Linked DNA regions of Capsicum annuum: region 2 is linked to region 1. Evidence: chromatin contacts called from public Hi-C data. All regions are on one chromosome and are shown on one strand. The core of a region is the stretch at or near the end of the contact, and the rest is flanking DNA. Distances in the headings are between cores, read along the strand shown. Region 1 overlaps LOC107879577. Region 2 holds the start of LOC107879578 (pentatricopeptide repeat-containing protein At2g17210).

Region 1 (5,874 bases), core at 2,152-4,651:
CATAGCTTGGGTTCCTAGAATATGGCGCCCTTGGGGCTTTCTATTTGTTCCATTTGATTGTATCGAAAGGCCCAATGAATTGGGATTTCCCTATACGCGAATCAAGATCGATAAAAGGAAGTTTTACAATCACAGACTCAAACCCATTGTCGAATCCTACTCAACGGAATATAGAGGTACTTATGGCAGAACGGGTCAATCTGGAACGGAACTGCCATGAAATGACTTATTAATAGATTAATAGAGCACTTCAGAATGCGTATACATCATATATACTGGATAAAGTGAAATGGTAGACACACGAGACTCAAAATCTCGTGCTAAAGAGCGTGGAGGTTCGAGTCCTCTTCAAGGCATAATATTGAGAATGTTCATTGAATGAGCATTCTGAATTAGAATAAATTCGGCAACGGATCACGAAATCTTGGTAATCTTTTCTATTTAATGAATGGGGAGTCTGCTTTAAAATCGTCCGCCCTGCATCCACCCCCGAGTAAACGCTTCAACAGGAATCACACAAGGGTAGATTAGAATCCTCCGATAAAATCCCTCCTTTTGGTATGAATAGTTTATCGGTTTGGGCATGGATGTTCTTATTTGGACATCTTGTTGGGGCTACTGGATTTATGTTCTTAATTTCTTGCCGTGGATATTGGCAAGAATTGATTGAAACTTTAGCATGGGCTCGTGAACGCACACCTTTAGCCAATTTGATTCGCCAAAGAGATAAACCAATAGCCCTTTCCATTGTACAAGCAAAATTGGTTGGATTTCACTTATGCGGCTTTCTTGATTGCCTCTACGTCGGGCAAATTTGGTTAATTAATGTGTGTATCTGCGATAATCTCATTTCTTTCGATGGAGATTCGAACTGGTGGGACGAGGATTTACAATCCTTTGGTCTACCAATCCCAATTGGAACCTCGAACATGAGAATTTTTAGTCCCCGTTAATTCCTATAATACATTACTCCAGTTGAGTCCAATAGAATTTCAAAATGAAGATATTTTTATTTTGTTCCAAACATATTCTGCTATGAATGCATAAGCAGGTAAAAATTACATGTGTTGAGCTACCAAAGAAGTAATAACCCCTAAAGAAGCTAGAGCAAGGCCTAATTGAAAATGAAGCGAATTGTTGATTGTGTCATAAAGACCCTTATGTCCACGCCCCAATCGCTCCCGGAGGAATATGTGCGTCTAAAAGATCTTTCATACTGTGCCCAATCCCAAAATTGGTTATGTTCTTTTCTTCCTAAGAGGTGGAACAGAATAACCCGATTGAAGCGTAATGATCATACGTTTGTAATGCATTGTATGTCCCATAATATGTCCCATTCTTCTACTATATATATGTGTGTGTGTGTGTATAACTATCATGACAAATGAAACGAAAGCTATCGATGCAGCCCTAAGCAGCAGTTAATTCTGTGAAAAGTTATGGATCTTGATTCTCCATCAGATAGTTTATATGTAAATGCATGCTCCTAACAGCTAAACTTGAGAGTCAAATGTTCAATGGTGTGATATCTTAAAATAAAAATGCACCGTAAAAGCGTTTAAGTCTCATATGTCTAGCAAACAACCAAAAACCAGATCATGATAGAAAGCTCAAACTAAACAAATTTTGAGATGTGACAACAAAGAAGTATCCCTCGCCCTCCTCCTCCTACTTCTCTCTTTCTGTTTAAAGGATAAGGAACAAGAATGAATGTAGATATCCATTCAGAAAGTGTATATCCTATAAAGCCATTTAGTTGCGAACTTACGCAGAGCTTGCTTTATTCCTAATCTAGAACATTCCTATATAAAACATTTACTAGTTCCAATTCAACTTATCTTAACCCATAAAAACACTATCCACCAACTCAGCATATGCTACAGACGTACAACAACAACAACAACAACAAACCCAGAATGTTCCCACTTAGTGGGAGCATATGCTACAGATCCAAAATTAAATTGTTCTCAGAAACAACCTCGTCAATTTCTTCTGCATGATCTCTGACAACATTCCCCATATACATACTCAATGAGAAGCCTTTATTTCTCCGCATATGCTCCATCTTCGAAATTATACTCTCGAATGTCCACCATTATCTTCCTTCGAAGTTCCTAACTGATACTTTCTGATTCTTAGAAATGTGACAAACTATGATGTGATCGGAAATTTCAGAATCATCGGTTCTAGAAGATATAGTCTCTTCGTAGGATTGTTGCCTCCAGAAGCATACTCATCCTCTTCCTTTCTCCTTCATAACGTTTTCAACATTTCTGCACATAAAAACAGGTACACTAATCTTATCAAAGAACTTATCTTCTTCCCTTAATTTTTTTTATTTGGGATAAGTTCCTCATGTCTAAGAACCCTTTTCAGCTTTCCATCATGGACCGGGCTGCAGAATATGATAGAGAAAAGCTAAGTTATATCAATCAACAAATTATGTGTCTTTGTTATGCATAACAAAATGGAGAGATATACAAATCTCTTTGTTACTTCAAAGATTGTAACAAAAAACACCCTTGCAAGAATCACCAAAATATTATCTTGCAACATATTCACGTAGAATAACTCCTTTTACTATAACAACCACCACTCCAGACCAATATGTTTGGAATTTTGCAATTTTATGAAAATATTGTGAGCTGCACTTCTTGCTTTCCGTTTCAAGCCCAAGCACCGTGTTGCTTCGTTGTGCTTTTCTCTTTTACCAGCATAGTTTTAATAAAGAAGCCATGTCCTGCTATCATTTATTCGCCATTTATCGGAAATGATGCTCAACCATCATAATACAACTTTTCAGTCTTAACAATAACAAATTTGGCCTAAGGAAAAGCATCAGTAAACTTTGGCCTGATTTTGCTGAGAACATCACTTTTAGGGTGGGGAATGGCTCTCGCATCAAATTTTGGAAGGACATATGGTTGGGGGATACAATTTTGAGTGAGGAATTCCCAAGTTTGTACACCATTGCAGCTGAACCAGATTCTATCATAGCATGCAACAGATTAGATGACAATTGGGACATAAGGTTCAGGAGAAACCTTCATGACTGGGAACTTAATGACATCTTCGACTTTTTTGCCAAATTGCAGCCTTGCTCCTTTTCACCCCGAGAGCTCGATAGATTGAAATGGGGTAACTCAAGAAAAGGTCACTACACGGTCAAGGAAGGCTATCACAGCTTATGCTCAAGGAACTCCATGATTGACAAATGACCATGGAAGCTTGTATGGAAGACTAAACTACCTATCAAAGTAATATGTTTCAGCTGGACTGCACAGCTCAACTCATGCCTCACACAGGAATACAGGATAATCTCTCCAAAAAGAAATTCCAGCTTGCCAACAGATGCTACTTCTGCCACAAGCACACATAAAGTGTCAACCACTTGTTACTGCGTTGTCCAGCTGCCTTGGACCTTTGTAATATGTTCTGTTGTTTTTTGGTCTTTTTTGGGTCATGCCCTTCTCCGTTAAGGATGCTCTTGAAAGTTGGAGTTCACGGGAAGCTGAAAAAACCATCAAGAGTGTCTGGATGATGACCCCGGGTGTTATATTTTGGTGTTTATGGATAGCGAGGAGCAAAAGATGTTTTGATGGAATTTCAACTTCTAGTAGTCTTTTGCGAGAAAGATATTTAGTTAGCCTCCTTACCTGGTCCAAATTGACCCCTGTAAATAATTTAGAACTCTTCTTGGATTGTAAGCTCTATTTTTTTTTTGAACTTGGTAACTTTGTATGATATCACAAAACAGTGCATAGGTAGTGCATAGGTTGTACTGAAACCTTATCTACAAGTGGTCCCCAAATCTTACTGCTCTATGACTAAATTGAGTCTAAAACATCAATTATAGAGACAGTAGCATTTGAGTATAACTGATTACACCAAAAACATAACAGTAGAATGCAGTTAAGCTTCACATTCTGTACACTATTCTCTATGCTCTCAAAACACCTAAAGTTCCTCTCTTTCCATATTGCCCACCATATAGCAGCAGGGATAAGTCTCCATCTGTCTCTGTCCTTCGCCTGTGCTCCTGAATCTTCCCAGCTCTTTAATGCCCAGTAAATGCCTTTAAGACTAAAAAAAATGCTCCATAGTTGTTGAGTGTACTTGCAGTGTAGAAACAAATTGTTAACAGTCTCTAATGTTTCCTCACAAAGAAAGCATCTAGAGCATAAGGTTATCCCTCTCTTCATAACATTATCTTGAGTTAGGACTGCTTCTTTGGCCAGCAACCAGACAAAGCATGATACTTTGTGTGGTATTCTACTTTTCCAGATTGGTTTCCATGGCCAATTTATATTCTGCTGGTTTGCCTGATCCATCAACTTATAAGCTCTATTGACTTTGTATACTCCTCTATTGTTTCCTGTCCACCAAAAGATATACTCCCCTGTTTGGAGTACGTTGAAAGGCACCATTGTGTTGACAAATTCAGCTAACCTCTGAACTTCCCAGTCATTAAGTTGTCTCCTGAAGTTGAAGTTCCAACCCTGCGGTGTCCATAAATCTGCTATATACCCTTGCTGAAATGTGACTAAGCTATAGATGTCAGGAAATAACTCTTCCAAGTTGCCTTTCTCATGCCAGTTATCCTTCTAGAACTTGGTCTTGGCCCCATCAAACACTTTCACCTTTGAGTTGCTTTTCACTTCATCCCACAGGTTCCTAATGGATCTCCAAAGGCTGACCCCATAGGGAGAAGTCACAACTTTGGTCATCCATTTGTCTTCTGCTACGTATTTAGCTCCAATCACCCTTTTCCATAACTATTGGTTACCATTTGCATACTTCCATAACCATTTCATTCTAAGAGCTTTAATTTGCAAGTTTAGGTTCTTAATCCCCAGACCACCATTCTTCTTCCCAGTTATCACTGATTTCCACTTTACTAAGTGAAATCCTTTCTTTTCCTTATTGCCCTGCCACAAAAATTTCCTCCTAATGTTGTTCAACCTCTTGATGACCTCTACTGGGATGGGAAAAGGGACATCATGTAAGTTGGAAAAACGTCAAGTATTGAATTGATTAGTGTCAATCTTCCACCCATAGACAAGTATTGTGATTTCCACCTGGCTAATTTTTTCACACTCTTCTCAATTACACTGTTCCATATATCTATGGACTTAGATTTAGCTCCCAGAGGTAATCGCAAGTATGTAGTTGGCAGAGCGCCAATTTCACCACCAAGGATTGTTGCTAACCAGCTCATATTGTTGACTTGATTAATAGGGTACATTAGACTCTTTCTCCGATTAATATGCAAACCAGAAGCCCCTTCAAACAAAACCAAGATTACCTTTAAATGCTTCATCTTCCTCGGCGTCACAAAAAATAAGTGGGTCATCCGCGTATTGAAGGTGTGTCACTTCCAGGCTGTCAACCCCTTCTCAATTACACTGTTCCATATATATGGACTTAGATTTAGCTCCCAGAGGTAATCCCAAGGATGTAGTTGGCAGAGTGCCAATTTCACCACCAAGGATTGTTGCTAACCAACTCATGTTGTTGACTTGATTAATAGGGTACATAAGACTCTTTCTCTAATTAATATGCAAACCAGAAACCCCTTCAAACAAAACCAAGATTACCCTTAAATGCTTCAGCTGATCTTACTCAGCGTCACAAAAGATAAGTGTGTCATCCACGTATTGAAGGTGTGTCACTTCCAGGCTGTCAACCCCTTCTCAGACTACTTCAAAACCCCTCGTCCAACCTCTCAATTTCGTTGTCTTGATCATATTATTCAATCCTTCCATAGCAATTAGGAACAAGAAAGGTGACAAAAGATCACCTTGCCTGAGTCCTCTCTGTGATTGAAAGAATCCTGCAGGAGAACCATTGACTAGAACTGAAAAGTTGACTGTT
Region 2 (5,874 bases), core at 1,039-3,538, 42 kb before region 1:
ATATCATCATTGGCAAGAAATGGTAAGTTTATATTACATATTCTTTAGCTGGTGCTTCTAGTCGCAATTTGCTGAGTTGAGTTCTTTTATATTATCATCACGAATGTTCTACAATTTTTTGTTCATTTGTTTTCCATGTCAATGAAGTTAGCACAATTAATGAGGAAATGATCTTCTATGACCCCTTACAATTTGAATAGAAGAACATGACCCTACAAATATGCTTGTGTTTACTTACCGATGTCTTGTGTTATAAAAGGGCCATATAGCTAAAAGAACATTTGCAATGGGCCATCAAACCTATCTCCGTCAATTTCATGTACGTTTTCATGAGTTCAAGAGCTCCTGCTAGAGGGGGTGGCTGTAAGGCATAGAAAGTCTTCACATTGATCTCTATTTTAGTTTTAATTAATCAAGCTTATATGAGTTTACTTGAAAATTAAGACAGTAATGCATAAACTAGGATTATATAAATAAGGATGCTCCTGCTGCTGCTTTGGATGGTCAAATGAAGTGAAAGTGCTGCGGATAAAACGATCTGAACTATGGAACTACTATTGAAAATCAATGTACTTACTGATTATGGAAAAACAAAGAATTTAGTGCAAGTATATTTAGAAGACTGATGGGACTGAAACCTTGAGTTATTGCTGTAAGTACCATCGTTTGCTTGAGGGTAGATAGATGTTATGGGTTCAAAGTAAAGTGCCAAAATTTGCCAGGAGATATACCTCCCACCTCTCGGTATTGTTGTCTCAAGCATGATTATTAAGGTGCTAGTTGAAGTTTAACTACATTTGAGAAAATGGGTTCAGAAGTGGAGATAGAATTTGACTTTTTTTCAACTTGGGGTTATTGTTTAGTCTTCAGAATGATGGTGGGTCCCAGATAATAGAATAATGGGAAATTAGAAGGTGGATAGTAATATAGAATGGAAGACAAGAAGGCTGTACATCAATGATGTCTTCTGGACAGTACAATGACTTGTTTAGGTTTTGAGTGGAGCTGATGAAATAGTACAATAAGGATAAGAGCTAAACCAATTTGTCACCCAGACCATGTAACTTTCGTGACCTCTATTTCTAGTTTTGGGAAAACTTTGTATATGGTTTTATTAGGTTGCAGCCCTTGTTATTCCCAGTGCCTCCTCACTCCATAAAAGGCAAAGAAGCATACCGTATGCATGATTGATCATTTTCCATTGAGCTTTATTGCTATCTTCTAGAAAATTGAATTGTTGCCTACTTAGAAGGCTTTCTGCAAATCTTTTTACGATCTACCATGTCTATAGACCCTGCTCTAGAATCTACCATGTCTAGATTGCATCTATTCCCTTGACCTCTTGATTTGAGAAGTGAGGAAATTTAGTTTATTTTCTTCCAAAAATTGCTTCTGGTCATGGAAAGGGCAAGCCTTAAAAAGTCAGTCTTCCATAGCAAGCTTTGCTCTTGCAAAGAGTAGTAATGCATTTGATATTCGGGAAAAAGTCATTTCCTTTTCTGAAATTCTTCATCCTTATGTGTTTTTGTAGCTGACTATTATTTCCATTGCAGAATGACGACAGAACACTTTGGAAACTTGGCACTTTACCTCCGGGGCTGATAACTTTCTATAACTTGACTTATCCTTTGGATCGGAGCTGGCATGTGTTGGGTCTTGGTTATGATCCTGCCCTGAACAAAACAGAAATACAAAAGGGGGCTGTTGTTCACTACAATGGAAATTACAAACCATGGTTGGATCTTGCAATTGCCAAGTACAAATCTTATTGGTCTAGATATGTAATGTTCAATAATACGTACCTTCAACTTTGTAACATCAGTGAGTAGTAGATTTAGGTTTTTGCGAGGTAGTTTTACTTGTAATCAATTTCTCGTACTCCTTGCGCACTAGGAAAAGGGGAAAAAGGTCTTACTATTGTCAGTAACGCATCAAGAAATTTTGGGAGAGCAACTGAGTACCCTAACAGTACAGCTGCAGATGGGCATATTTGTTTTCCACAACCGACAGATTAATGGCTGTAGTTTGTCTATTTTAGACTGTTTTTTTGCTGTTACCATCAAAAGTAACTTGTAGATGACATTCCTGTATGGGAGCTAAATAGACCGTTGAAAGTTTGGATTAAACATAAGATATAAACCATTCATTCTAATAACAGCATTCATTAAAACAAGAGAGAGATAGCAAGGGAAGAAGGCAGACAGCTAGCTTTTGGATTTGGAGTTGGAGTTGGAGTTGGAAGGCCGTAACCCTTCTTTCCTCTTTATCTATCGAACTAAATTGCCAAATGCGTGTCAAGTGGAGTGGTAGTATAGGGAGGAGGTTGAGAGAATCCCAAGATGTTGTTCGACTTCTCAGAGCATGTTTAAACCTCTCCTCCTCCACTAGAAACGGCGAGTCTATCCATGCCTCTGTGGTTAAGCAGGGATTCCTCGCTTTCACTTCCGTCGCTAATTCTATGATGGACTTCTATGCTAAATCTGGAGATTTGGGTTCTGCCCTCCTTGTTTTTAACTACTGCATCCCCAACAAAGATTCAGTTTCCTGGAATGTAATCATTCATGCCCACTTACACCGTTCTGTTGCTTCTCCCCGAGGATTATGCTTCTTCACTCAGGCTTGGGCTGCTTCAGGTTTTCAACCCAATATCTCCACTTTAGTGCTTGTCATTCAAACTTATCGCTATCTTAGAGCTTTTGAGGCTGGGCGGACGGTCCATGCTTCTACCATTCGTGCTGGGTGTTCAACTGTTACTTCCCTCCAAAACTCGCTCCTCCGTTTCTATGCTGAATTCCAAATGCAGCTTGCACATAACCTCTTCGATGAAATGACTGACAGAGACGTTATCTCTTGGACTGTCATGGTTGCTGCCTATGCCCAAACTCACGAGGAAACTCTGGTTGCTCTCGAGTTGTTCCGACGGATGGTTGATTCTGGGATAAAATCAGACGGACAATCAGTGGTAAGTGTACTCAAAGCCTGCAGCAAATCGAAGGCCGTTAGAATGGGAGAGTCAATTCACGGATTTGTCATCTCTAGAGCTCTGGGTTATGATGTGTTCGTACCCAATTCTCTGATCGACTTGTATTCTAAATGCAACCACATGGATTCTTCATTGAGAGTTTTCCGCGAAATTCCTGAGAAGAATGTTGTGTCCTGGAACACTTTCTTGTCAGGACTTGTGCAGAATGAGATGCATTCCGAGGCCCTTACTTTATTTGATTCGATGCGGAAGGCCGGAGTTGAATCTGATGAGGTCACTCTGGTCAATCTGCTGCAGTTATGTAAGTCCTTCCTTGACCCTGACCAGTCCAAGTTGATACATTCCAGAATACTCCGACGAGGTTTTGAGTTGAATCAGTTGGTTACAAACTCTTTGATCGATGCATATGCAAGTTGCAATCTCATAACTCATGCATGGAATCAATTTAGTAATTTGAAAACACGAGATGCAGTAACTTGGAGCACCATGATTGCCGGCTTCACCCACTGTGGCATGCCTGACGAAGCAATTGCTGTTTTCCGAGAGATGAGCCACACCACTGAACCGCCCAATGCCGTTACCATGTTAAATCTTCTCGAAGCTTGTTCTCTTTCTGCAGATATGAAAAGGTCAAGGTGCGCTCATGGAATTGCTATTCGAAGAGGATTGGCGTCTGATGTGGTAGTGGGAACTGCGATCTTAGATATGTACTCAAAATGTGGTTCTATTGGATCTTCGAGAAAAGTGTTTGACCTGATTCCACACAAGAATGTCGTGACCTGGAGTGCCATTATCGCAGCATATGGTATGAATGGCTTCCCAAATGAAGCTCTAGCTCTACTTGCTGAGATGAAAGCGTGTGGCCTAAGGCCAAATCAAGTTACTGCACTGTCTCTTTTATCCGCTTGTAGTCATGGGGGACTGGTTGAAGAAGGGATTTCTCTTTTTGAGGAGTTGATTTGGGATCATGAAGTTGAACCCTGCTTAGAACATTATTCTTGCCTTATAGATCTGTTAGCTCGGGCTGGAAAGGTTGATAGTGCAATGAATTTGATAAGAAAGCTACATGATGGACTAAAGCCTGGTGCAAGTGCATGGGGGGCGCTCTTGAGTGCTTGTAGGAACTATGAAAACTATGAGTTTGGTGCCAGTGCCCTCCCTCAAGTACTTGAACTCGAGCCATCAGGCTCGGCTGGATATCTGCTTGCATCAAACATGTATGCATCAGGTCATTCATGGGTTGATGCCACTAAAATGAGAATGCTGGCTAAGGAGGGAAGTGTCAAGGTGATAGCTGGCTATAGCTTAGTGTATGCCAATGGTAAGGCCTGCAAGTTTCTTGCAGGAGATAAACACCATTCTTTGTCTGATGAATTGCAGTTCACCATTCAACAATTGCACTCATACATGAAAATGGACGTCGCCTGCTGATAGGAGATTCTTTTGTTTTCAAGTAAAAGCGACAACTTTCCACAACTAAAGAGCTATCTTTCTTTCGCTGCAAAACTCTTGATTGTTGGAAGGGAGCTTGTAAAATATACTCGAAAGAAAGGTGGTTGGAATGAGGAAACGAATCCTCCATTCGTCAGTTGGTAGGTTTTGTATTGCAATCTAATGATCGGGTAAAAGGTACCTTAGAAGTGGGCTATACATAATGTCTGTGGCGGTAGGGGCTCAGAGGCTCTACTTGGAGGTGACCTGGATGAGTGAGGTGATTCATCCCAGGGCTAATGCACAAGACAATAGAAAATAAGAGATGAACATGGTCACCAGAGTTCCTTTTTAAATATCTTCTTTTCTTCTTTGATAGTTCCAAAATTGTGTTTGCAAGTCATGCTAAGACGGGGGTTGCAATATTTACCTCATATCACCTAGATATCTTAGGTGTAAGTAGAAGCTATCTCATTTTTTTTTTTTTCAAAAAAAAGAGTTTTAAGTTGGAATGTCCTAAGAACATCTTGCCAATCTCGTTGCAGTGAAAAATTACTACTATAAAAACTCATCCAGAATTTCCTTTCTCGTTAAATCAGAAAGATCCATAAACTGTTTGTCCAGGATACTGGAACTAAGTGCAGTAACTACACATGGTTGGAACTTAGAAAAAGTACATAATCAGCTTTTGCGCTGTATCCTCTGTGGAGAATGCAAAATGACTATTGAAGAGCATTCCCTCCTCTCCTCTTCCACAAAGAGAAGTATGCCAAAGTTAACAATCAGCATGACTGAACGTCCCATCTCATCTCACTCGATGGTTAATTGTATGTTCTATATTACATTCCCATTGATTGAAAAAAGGTGATACAATGGGTATGCAGTGTGCAATCAGCAAGTATGTCAAATAACTGCATATAGGGTGGCCGCCGATTGGCCATGGATCTGCCATCTCCCCACATCAACCACTAACACTAAGAAAGAAAGTGAAAAAAGCCGTTCTTTCTACTTTGCAGTCAAGAATCTTCCATAGCTTCTTAGCAAACAAACATGACCCCACATCTGGAAACACTTGCAGAGCAAGTATAGCTTAGGCTGGACCGCTGCTACCAAATGAACTTCCAAGATTATGATGGTAAGTATGGTGGAGGGAAACTTTTATTGTCCTCCTTTTAGATAATTTATGTATATCAATACATTCCTCAAGATCGGCATCACATGTCAGAAGCACCCACTCGTCGTCATCATCCAAATACTTTAGGTCGATTTTGCCAACATCTTCTACATTGAAACGCCTCAGTACCTCATGCTGAATATCTCCAAAACCCCAGTGTGATTGCAGGCTGAAACGGATCTTTTCCTTCCCAAATATGGCTTTTACTTTAAATGTACCTGAATCCTGTAAGAGCTGATTTGGCAAAGGGCGCAGAGGTTCCGAAGAATTGTGATTGCTTTGGATC

The links. A called contact is a pair of places that touch in the nucleus more often than the background predicts.
Region 2: a Hi-C map of leaf shows a contact between it and region 1, with 2.9 times the contacts expected there. The contact joins the promoter of LOC107879578 here to the enhancer-like site in region 1. A contact is called at or near these places in 5 of 5 Hi-C or Micro-C datasets (bud, leaf, pericarp and 1 more).

What each region holds. Positions count from the first base shown.
Region 1 is chr8:173,401,613-173,407,486 of UCD10Xv1.1, reverse strand. The region is part of intron 1 of LOC107879577; the gene reads right to left. Among protein-coding and RNA genes, the nearest start is that of LOC107879577, 11 kb to the right of the region's middle. Within about 2 kb of position 3,401, at least 1 of the 5 cell types and tissues checked has an H3K27ac peak or open chromatin away from gene starts, as enhancers often do. A contact at or near this core is called in leaf, where this site is marked.
Region 2 is chr8:173,442,063-173,447,936 of UCD10Xv1.1, reverse strand. LOC107879578 (pentatricopeptide repeat-containing protein At2g17210) reads left to right here and starts at 2,288. Exons shown (of 1, transcript XM_016726598.2): 1 at 2,288-4,785. The coding sequence starts at 2,288. The coding sequence ends at 4,414. LOC107840646 (probable galacturonosyltransferase 3) reads left to right here. Exons shown (of 9, transcript XM_016684570.2): 8 at 1-22; 9 at 1,554-2,032. The coding sequence ends at 1,829. LOC107840645 (protein NLP2) reads right to left here. Exons shown (of 5, transcript XM_016684569.2): 5 at 4,983-5,874. The coding sequence ends at 5,505.